Linked DNA regions of Columba livia: region 1 is linked to region 2. Evidence: chromatin contacts called from public Hi-C data. All regions are on one chromosome and are shown on one strand. Each heading gives the region's core, a stretch centred on a gene start, on an enhancer-like site or on the middle of the called end of the contact. The rest is flanking DNA. Distances are from core to core; before and after follow the strand shown. Region 1 has its middle 24 kb from the start of SLC35E3. Region 2 holds the start of MB (myoglobin).

Region 1 (5,119 bases), core at 918-3,417, 90 kb before region 2:
CAGCACAAGCCTCCCACTTCTGTTTTCAAGCCTGCTGGCTTCATGGGCGGGAAGGACATAGGGGTATAACATGCTGGATCTGCTCTCAGGGCTGCCCATTAGGAATAGGACACCAAAGGATGTGCATCAGAGAACATCCCCTGGACTATCCACTGCTTCCTCTTCTCCCTGCTCTTCAAGCTTTCATCCAGCCAAGATGGCCCACCTCTTCTCCCTGTTCTTGATCTTTACCTCATCTCACTGCCTCTTTTGTTTCTAATACTTTTTTTCCCATTTCATGTGCTCCTCTGTGGGCAATTTGGCCAGAAAGCACACAGACATCTGGCCAGAAAAGCCAGGCAACACTCGTTTATATGCTCTTTGCACCACACACTTTTGGACCCTTAGAAAGAAAGCAGGAACATTATCCTGCCTGCCTTGATCAAAGGACCCATGAACTGCTTGCTGAGTGGAAAGCAGGTCTATCCACAGCTGGCCACATGCTGTGTGCTCATCAGCATCCAGCACCTTGGTGGTATAAATAGGCATCTATAAATAGATATGTAGGCATCTTTTCTTTCTGGAAAGCCTTCACCTGATGGGATCTGTCAGGTCTCAGCCTGCACCTGGTACTTTGTAGACTCTGTCACAAGTGATCATAAAGATTAATGTTGGTATATCACTAGGACTACGCAGTTAAACACACAGTGCTCAAGATATTTATAAGGATTTTGGAGAGACAGCTGACAAGTCATCTGTCTTACAGGTAATATCACTATCCTAGACCCTCACACCAGAATATGGTGCACATTCAATATTATCAGTTATCTTCAGTTTGTGTATTGTAATGAGGAGACGTTTGGTGGTCTGACCAAGATTGCAGAGACTGTCTCCAGTCTGGGAAGTTCGTCATCCATGTGGGTCCAGCAAGTGAAGGGTGAGGGCCTGGGTTGGGGAGAACCAAAGGACATAAAGAGGGGAACAGCTTTCCCAGTACCACATGGTGCTCACAGACCGGTCAGTGGCAGAGCCTTGTGTACCTGATGCTCAGTCCAGATCTTTCGGCATCACAGTTGCTGCAATGGGGGAACTACAATGTCTGATTTACCTGGCTTCTCCTGAGCCAGGCAATTAAGATATCCTGGTTTCCACAGTAACATCACTACTGGCACGCTGCACCAACATCACTTTACTGTATCCTATTAACAAGCAGGTGTAACTTACAGTAATAGACACATCAGGTGGAAAGGATGAAGCTTCCCCAGTCTTGAGTTGAACAGAAGCTTGAGTTGTTGAGGCCAGAATGCCCCTTTTGGCACAGCTCACCTGACCTCCTGCATGACACAAGCCCTAGAGGTCTGGCCAAGGAGCCCAGCAATCAAAGCACTCCATGGGCAAAAGCAAATTCTCACTGATGTAAAATTGATTTGCTTTCCAAGAGGCTGGAAAAGTAAGGACTCTAAAATAGCCATGAAATGTCGATCCCGAAGGGGCTCAAAGTTTTCCCCAACAGACACTAACAACTAGTAGGAAGGCAAAGCACAGAAGCACACGTATTCATAGCCAGGACTACACAAAACAGACAAGTGTGGTCATGAAGAATCAGGCAAGATAGATCCACGTCTGTATTTCACGTGACCTGGCAGGCTTATTGCCGCAGTGCCTCCCCATGCCATGCTATATGACTGTTTTCCAAAACCTCAGGGGAGAAACTAGGACTTCTGCTGTTTTGTCTCTTGTACTGAAGAAAAGGGTAACGTTAGGTCAGAGAACCAGCTCAGAAGGAGAAGCCTAGCATCTGAGTCCCTGCTCTATGAGAAAAAACAGAAGACCTATTTGTTTGTGGCTCATGCTGCATGCCCCAAACCCAGAGACACACAATTTACAGTTGTGACCCCTTCACCTTTCTTGCTCCTCAGAGGATAAAATGGTTTCCTGTTTATTCCAATGGGCAGCTGTTGTATCCACAGGGGAGAGCAGCACTCATGGTTAATATGGCTGATGTCCAGATAGAGTTTGCAGTTGCTCGTTTGTTTGCTGAGCCATCCAGCAGCTGCCCTTGGGAGTCAGAGACTCCCAGGCAATTCTCAGATGCTTGAGCATGGGAGAGAACTCACTTCCCCCACACTAGAATCATCAGGCAGGAAAGAGGACCTGAGGGCTTCTTCAAACTCTGCCATGTGCTGGAATATACTAGGAGCTATAGGGCCTCCTTCAGCTTTTCCACCTGGTTCATCTGTGCCCCAGAGATGTTTTGCATCACCCATGGGAGAGCGGAGACAGTGCACTGCCTTGCAGTCTCATAACCTCAGCAAACGCTGCTAGACGCCAAGTGGCATTGCCAAAGCTCTGAGACATACAGGACCAGTGAGGGAAACTCCCTGTAGTCAGTGCCCAGGCAAGAGAAGTCTGGGGACATGGGCAATCCTTGGAAATCACCAGAGAAGTGTTTTCAACATGGGAGCCACTCCTTGGGCTGCTTTTGTGATCATTTGGACAGAAGAAAGTGTTCCAAGATGCAGAGGATGCAGCCCCTGAGGGGTTCCCTGCCAGACGTGCAATCACCATAGGCCATTTTTAGACTCCTCCGTCAACACAGAAGAGGCAGTTGAAATTTAACGCCCTTGGGAAGGAACTATCAAAGACAATTAAATGCAGGAGAAAGACAAATCCAGTTGCCTCCTGTGTCTGTATTTTTCTCTTTTGATATCAAGAGCACTTCTCATGTTTGGTTTCCTTCTTTGCTTCTGCCTGGCAGGGCTGTATCGGCTGTTCGTGCTTTTAAATGCCACAGTGACCCAGATTTGGAACAGGCAGGTGGTGATCCAGGCAGTGGGTTTGTGTCTGTCTCTGCTTATGCAGTCAGCTACAAATTGCTGAAATGGAAAGAAATCAAAGCCTAATCTCCAGTGACCTGTACACGGGCATCAGAGTCACCATCAGTCTGGAACTGGGATGATGAAACACGGGCTGCAAAGTGGAGATGTGGAGCTAGCCTAATGAATCAGCCGTGCCCTCTGGTCAAGCAATAGCTGATACCAACCCTGTATCTGCTTATTGGCTTTGCTTTTCAGCAGCACCTACTGTGCACATCTCCAGGCTGTGAAAGATGCTGGCTTACAGGCATCGCAATAGCTGAGGGCTTTGGAGAACCCCTGTTGAAGTGGTAATTTGTTTTAAGCATGTAAACCACCTGCTTATTACATAAGAAAGCATGTAAGTGGCTCTGTTCTGCATCCCTCAGTGAGCAGTAAGGGGTAGGTGAAATGTGTACAGCCCCGAATTTAGAGCTCAAATTGCTCTAAATGAGCTAGCTTCTCTGATTTTTCTGGCCACTTTTGTGGGCTTCCTCAAGTGAAGGTGACAGCAAAGCAAAGGGCTATTTGTGCAGTTGAAGCCTACCTGGACAGTGTATGTTATAATATCAATGGGTGCTGGTGGAGACAAGGGAAATACAAAGCTAACAGGGCTGCTGAGCGGCAGGAGGGGAGATGTTGTGTAAAACATGCCTGTGCAACCTCACTCCTCAGCCCTAAACTGGTTCCTAGTCCCAGCAGTGACTTGGCACCTTGCAATCAGTAACACATCGATCATTTCAAACCCTTTGGTGGCAGACAAACCTGGTCATCCCTCCTACAGAGAACAGAGTTGGAGCACAGGAAAACAGCATGTCTTAGCCCAAGGTGCACAAGACTTAACAGCAAAGAAGGACGAATGAAATACAGCTTCTTTAATCCCAGGCTCTGCTCATGGGGATTTCCTTCATCCTATAGATGCCACACATCCACAGCATTTTTAATCCTCCTGAACTCTCCCCTGGTCTTTAAGAGGCAGAGAAATGTGAGCCCTGACTTTTCACCTCTGTAATATCCCCCTCCTTCTGTTGTTAGCTCTTGTTTTCCCACCTTTCTTCCATCTCAAGCCTTCCTCTCCTCATGGGCTGAATCACAGCCCCCTGTGTGGATCACCTCTGCTCCACGAGAGGCCAGTGACATGGTGAATAAATCCTCTCTGAAGCGTTTTGCCTGGCTGATCTATATTTGCTGTTGCTTCAATTATGTTTCCTCAGTGACTTTAATGAAATGAAGGCTAATTTTCACTCTCATGCTGATTTGTGGCAGGATAGTCTTCCCAGTACTGATTTCCCAGGTTTCACTCTCAGTCCCTGCATTAGCAGCAGCGGTGAGCCATGCTCACCTCCATGGTATTGTCCTCTCCATCCCTTGCCTGTTCTCATCCTGCCCTGTGTGCTCCTAGCCCTGTGCCCATTCCTGTGGTGTGTACATGGCCTCATATTGTGCATTTCCTCAGAGCCACCAGCTTCTGCTCAACATTCACTCAGCCACCCTGCTGGGTCCTCCTCCCAAAGCCGCTCGCTGTGGTTTTGAGTTGGCTGGAGCCCACAGGCAACCAAGTGGTGCTGTGTCCCCTTCCGTGTTTCCAGTCAAGAGGGAGGGAGGAATGACCCCAGTTAAAGAGCTGCTCAGAGCCGTTATGATTGTTGGTGGCTAACATGTTTATTGCAGCAGGATTTCAGGAAGAACGTTGATCCGGACCTCAGTGTCTGGAAGGAAAGGAGTGCCTGCTTCAGGGCATTTCAGCCAAAATACATTGACAAATAACAGAGGTGAGGACTGTAATATGTTACTGAGAGAAAAAGTTATTGCAGTGCTTCTCTGCACAAAGTAAATGGGTTTCTGTTTAAGCCTAAGTTAAATATCAGAGGAATGATGATCTTACGAATGAAACACAACACCTCCGGGGAATTATTCCCATATCAGCCACTAATTTACTGTGTGACCTTTGGTAGTTCATTCAAGCTCTCTCTGCTTTGGTTACTTCTTGTATCAAACAAGCCCAGTGACAAATTCCTTTCCTGTAGAGGTCTTGTGAGGACCCACGCACCTCTACGAGAACCTCACAGGATGCATTGAATACAAAGCTTTATTTTTTTATTTTTTTTTTTCCTGAGACAACTTTTAATATCCCTAGTGATGTGATGTGGCACATTAGCTCACCGGTGCTAAGCCTGGAGCCTCCCACTCAGAGCCGGTCCCACCTGCCTCAGGAGAAGGCGTGTGTTGCCCCTCCACAGCCTCTTCTCGGCACAGTTCCTTCCTCTCCCCCTGCTTCCCCGGCT
Region 2 (5,173 bases), core at 1,489-3,988:
TGGGAGCAAGTGGGTAACAAGAGCACATAGCCTTCAGGCATGCTGGTGCCGTGCCATGCAGTGCTATGCAGAGGCACCCTGATCCCAAAATGGAAATTAAATCAAGAAGATGGATGGGTGGCTAAAAGCCAAGCTAGTGTTGTTCTCCCCACTTCCTCCCTGGTGCATTTCCTAGGAGACAGGATACAGACACCACTGGCAACCAAACTTGTAGGAAAATTCACTCTTTTCCATGCTGGGGTCCTATAGTCAGGGTCAAAAGGGGACACTGCCTGTCCCGATTATTAGGAGCAGTGTAATAATAAGGTGTTGAGAGACATCAGGTCCCTTGCACAAGATAATTTTCAAGTATTGTACCCTTTGATTGGCACAATCCAACTAGTTGAAGCACCAGCAAAACCAATGTTTGTCTTAACAGCCAGGGTGCTACAGCTCACACCCTGAAATGGCTCACCCAAATTACCTGCAGCAGCATCTGGAGCTCCAGCCCAGGACCTCAGCCATGAAACCAGCCTCCCTCTCATGGTAGTGGTCACACATTTGCCCTGCCACTGGGAGGGTGCTGGTGCTGGGACTACCTGGGAGTTGTGTCCCATCTAGAACTGGACGTTCCTCCTAAGTATGTTGCCATGAGGGCTGGGCTTTCCACTATATGGTGTTAGTATAGGTTAAATTACACTTACAAATACCTCAAGCACATGGAAAAGTCAAAGCTGCTCTGCAGCAAAAACATTCTCTAAATGAGTGGCCAGTCTTTTCTGGTGTTTCATTTCAAAGGTTTTCAAAGAATTTTTGCACTCTACCAGGTGCTGAGCACACCACTATCAGTCTTTTCTTTTTTCCTCTGTCTTTCTACGACACAGGTTGTGCCCTATCCAGAGAGACGAAAAAACCTTGTACTCTGAAATGGGATGGAGTTATTTCTAAAAATCTCTATCACGTCTAGCTATGGCTGAATCATGTCTGCCAAAGACTATATACTCCGGAGACTCTTAAAAATTCTTCCGATGAGTACTTTTTTGTTTCCTTTGGAAGATATCCAGTTGGATCAGGATTTTCTAAACATATTCCCAGGATATGACATCTACCTAAGAAGTCTTTAACTGCACATGAGGACACTTTTCTAAGCTACAAGCTGCTGGGCTTTCCCTGCCTCTCTCCTCCCTCAGAAGGTCCTTAAAGAAACAAGAAATGACCTGGATTGGCTGGGAAGCACAAAGTCACAGGGGAGAGGAGTGTCATCTATTTATTTAATGCCATGCTTTGCCCTGCAATACCTGAAAGAAAAAAGGTATTGCCTTTTCAGTTGGAAACTGCTTTCAGTGTCTTGTGGCATGTCCAGAGCCAAAGTAGCCACCTCACACAGATGGACTGGGGTGCCTGCTACCCTTTCAGCATGCCTGCTCTGGACTACATAGGGGAAAAGCCAACACGTTGCCACTCAGCTGCCCCATCCCTCTCTCCTCTTCAAATGGTGGATGAATTGGGCCATGATAAAGAAAGTAAATAAAACAGCTCTCTGCTTTGGCACATCTTCATAAAAGCTTTGGACAGTGCATTTGCCCAGTGGTGTGAGTTCCTTCCTTTAACCATGCTTAAGATAGGAACCACCTCCAGAGCAAGTGCCACAACCCCACTGCTCTCCTCAGTGTCGGTACCCTTCCCGCACATTGTACTGAGCACAGGCTGAGTGAGGGGGAGATCTGAAGGGTTTCCTCAAAGTCTCCAGCCCTGCTGCTCTTTAAGGACAAGCTAGAATCCAAAGCCCACCAATGTTGTTTCCCACTCTGCAGCTCTGAGATCCCTTCCAGACTGCAGTTCTGTGACTTGCTGCTGGCGCCTGAGGTGTTCCCCTCTTAGGGGGCCAGGACCACAAGGACAGTATGGGGTTGGGGGTCGTCTCAGATGGAGACCTTGTGAGAACTTCACTCTGACACCAGAATCATGGAGGAGGAAGCATGCAGGGGGAAGAAAGCACCTTGTTTCACACCCAGACCTCTAATCCGTCATCAGGAAGTAGGCAAGTGTCACCACCAGATTTCTGGCCAAAAGGCAGGATAGGCAAGGCTCTGCCAGGTGGGGCTAAGGTGGGGAGAGAGAAATATTCAGGTACTTCACAATTAATTTTACCGAAATCATAGATTCCAAGAAAATTGTCGTAGAGTTGAATTTCCTCTCCTCTCCTTCCCTGCCTTCCCACATTCTTGCTGCAGAGCATCTAAAAGCCCAGGACACACTATTTGCTCAACATTTATTGCTGCAGTGCTTGGTCAATGAGGATCTAAAGCAGAGCTTTGCCAGCAGAAGCAGAGGGAGTGACAAAGCCCCACCATCTTTTAGCAGCACTGGCTTGCTCCTGCACCCATAGATGGAGAGACAGAAGAACAACTGCTTTACATGGTGAGTAATTTTTAACCCAGAAACCATAGCAATGGAAAAACCACCACTCTCCAACAAAGAAAACAGCCTGTTGAAGTAAACACTGACAGACACAAGCCCCCATACCAAATATACACCTTCCTTGGTCTCTAATCAAAAGCTTTACTCTTAGAATGGAAGCTTCTTGCCTACCTCATTAAAACTTCATGTCCATGGCCAGGGAGGTCGGACTCCACCTTCCCCCAGATGGCCAGGACCTTCTGCCATTCCTGGTCACTGAGCCCCATGGTTCACTGAAGGCAGGTCCTGAGTGCTCCCTGCAGCCGTTTGTCTTCCCCAAAGGGTGTCTGGCGAGCTCCCCCGTGCAATTTATAGCCCCTGCTCACAGACTTACACCTGTTAATCGTCAGCTGGACATCTTGCTTTCTTTCAGGCTGGTTTAACCTAATCAGCCTTCCTATTTTTTTTCTAGGAAGCTATTTTGGGTCAGGTGCTATTGTGGGTGCCACTGAAGGCATCGTTTCTGCTTTTCGTATTGGACTGGCACATGTCCCGCTCCAGACAGAAAGGGCACTGCCGAAACACGGTGCCAGGAGCCTGTCCTGGCTTCCCAAGGACCCAGAGACAGTGTCAAGCTGTATGGCAGGAGATTCCTGAAGAGTACTGTCATCTGCAAGGCCACCCCACCTCCCTCTCCCCTGGCATGCCAAGGACAGGCAGGAGAAAAGGCCAGCACAGACAGTAGCATCAGCTCCATCCCTTTCCCATGCTGATCATCTCACCCTCCTTTGCCCGTGGGGTAACATGCACCAGTTACTAATAGAGAAGAGCACAGTGTTAGAAGAGACATGTTCATAAGAGCTAGCTGTATTCAAAGCAGCCCAGTCATCTCCCCAGCCTCTGCAGGAGGGAGGAAGGGAATAAAAGCTACATGGGAGCCAGTTACCCTGCACCTGCCTGCCAGGGTCCTTCTTGCCTCTCCCGGGAATGCCCAGGACTAGCCACTGTCTGAGCCTGGACATCGGAGCCAACGGACATACAGCTGCGCCAGAAGAGTAATTTGCAGTAGGCCAGAGACACAAGGACACAGCAAGGTTTCACTCAACTTGCACCCAGCCATGGGTTAAGGTATCTGGCTACTTCTGTCAGGACGAATGTCAGTGTTGGGAGGAAAAGTCACTGGGCTGACAAATAACGTGGATGTGCTTTGGGACACCTCCCAGCCTTTCTTCTCCATCCCTGTCAGGGCTGATAATGGCCTGGCACACCAGTGGGGTGATTAGTCCCTTCCAGGAGATTGCAGTCAGAACACAGCCTGATAACAAACCCAGCTAGTGCCGCTGTCCCGAAGCATGCACTTACCTCTGGATGTTTCCAAAGAGGCACACACCACAGGCCTTGGCAGACAAGAAACGTCAGCCAAGAGCTGAAGACAACTGCCTTGGGGCTCAGGAGAAGAGCGTGCAACCCCACGGTCCCTGTCACAGTGCTGAAGGACCTGAGGTGCATCGCTGCCTCTGCACACATCCATCCACTCTCTGCAAAGCGGGAGCAGTTCCCCTGTCCTGGCCTTGCAAGGGGAAAGAAGTGTCCACGTACAAGGGTGATCAGGCAGTGAGGAAGGTAAGGCACAGAACCCCACATCCCTCAGAAACACACAGGTTTAAAGGGAATAGTTTGGGTAAGAAGGGTGGAAAAAGTCAAATGGAGGTGTCAACTGGTATCCAAGCCTAGAGGTAAGGGAATTTCAGCAGTTAAAGATTGCAAGCCTCTGCCTGTCAATCCATGACTCTGAAATCCTCTCCTTTTCTCTCCTCTGTGCACCAGTTTGTGTTACATCCAACAATTCACATCCTAAATACCTCAAGGGCAAGATTTCATCTTGATTTACCCATGCATATACCAGGGCACTAGCAAGTACCCAAACCAAGCTGAACTGGTGGAAGAGAGCTTGGAACCCCTCTGAATAATTCCTTGTGCTGTTCTCCACAGCACAAGGCTGAGACGGGAGAGAGCACATATCTGCAGCCTCGCTCCCCAAGTACTTATAGCAGTAAACAAGCATTTGTACCATCCCAGGCTCAGCCTTGGGTAGGATCCTGAATACTGACCTTACTATTTTACATGCGTTTCAGACACGACAGAAATGTGCTCCTGGTACATGAGAGGCTGCTGCTTATGCACCGAGCTCTGTCATATTCCCCAAACTGGAACTACTCAGTTGCCATAATAACTTCATTTGAAGTTGTTAGACTCTCTGCTCTCTGTAGCTTTCCCCAAGGTGATGAAGCCAACAGTCCTAGCATGGACATTAATGTTAAATGGTCAGTAGGCTTAAAAAGAGTACGGGATTCCATGTTGCTTTTTTTACAAGTGAAATAGTAATAAAACGAAATCATAAAGTCTTCTCCCTAGAGCTTAAAAAATATCCTAAAGAAATACTAAGAGCTTTATTGTGCATCAGACCGTACCTCAACCCTGTAGCTGTGAAGGGGACAGGCCTCCACTGTCCCTCTTGAGGCACAGTCTATCACTTGCACAATCATCTCAATAAACGCAAACTACAGAGAGCCAACATATCTGTTGCCTCCTTTAAAAAGCGTCGGGTCATTGAATAACCCATTCCAAGCACAGCCATGCTGTCGAGCGTGGCCGTCCGTCTGCAGCCACACATGAGGCGCTCATGCTAAACGAGCATAAAACGTATCGTTCATCTTTTCGGCCACCTTTTGGGGTGATGTGTGTGCTGTCGCCTCGTTGCAAAGCCCCTCGGCTGGACGGCGACCACCTGGTG

What was found. Hi-C and Micro-C count contacts between places; a contact is called where the count stands out from the background.
Region 1: a contact with region 2 is called in a Hi-C map of crop, with 2.7 times the contacts expected there. The contact joins the enhancer-like site here to the promoter of MB in region 2. A contact is called at or near these places in 2 of 2 Hi-C or Micro-C datasets (crop and liver).

The regions. Positions count from the first base shown.
Region 1 is chr1:174,313,564-174,318,682 of bColLiv1.pat.W.v2, reverse strand. No RefSeq gene overlaps it. Among named protein-coding and RNA genes, the nearest start is that of SLC35E3, 24 kb to the left of the region's middle. Within about 2 kb of position 2,167, at least 1 of the 3 cell types and tissues checked has an H3K27ac peak away from gene starts, as active enhancers do.
Region 2 is chr1:174,223,967-174,229,139 of bColLiv1.pat.W.v2, reverse strand. MB (myoglobin) reads right to left here and starts at 2,738. Exons shown (of 3, transcript XM_005511255.4): 1 at 2,572-2,738. The coding sequence starts at 2,666.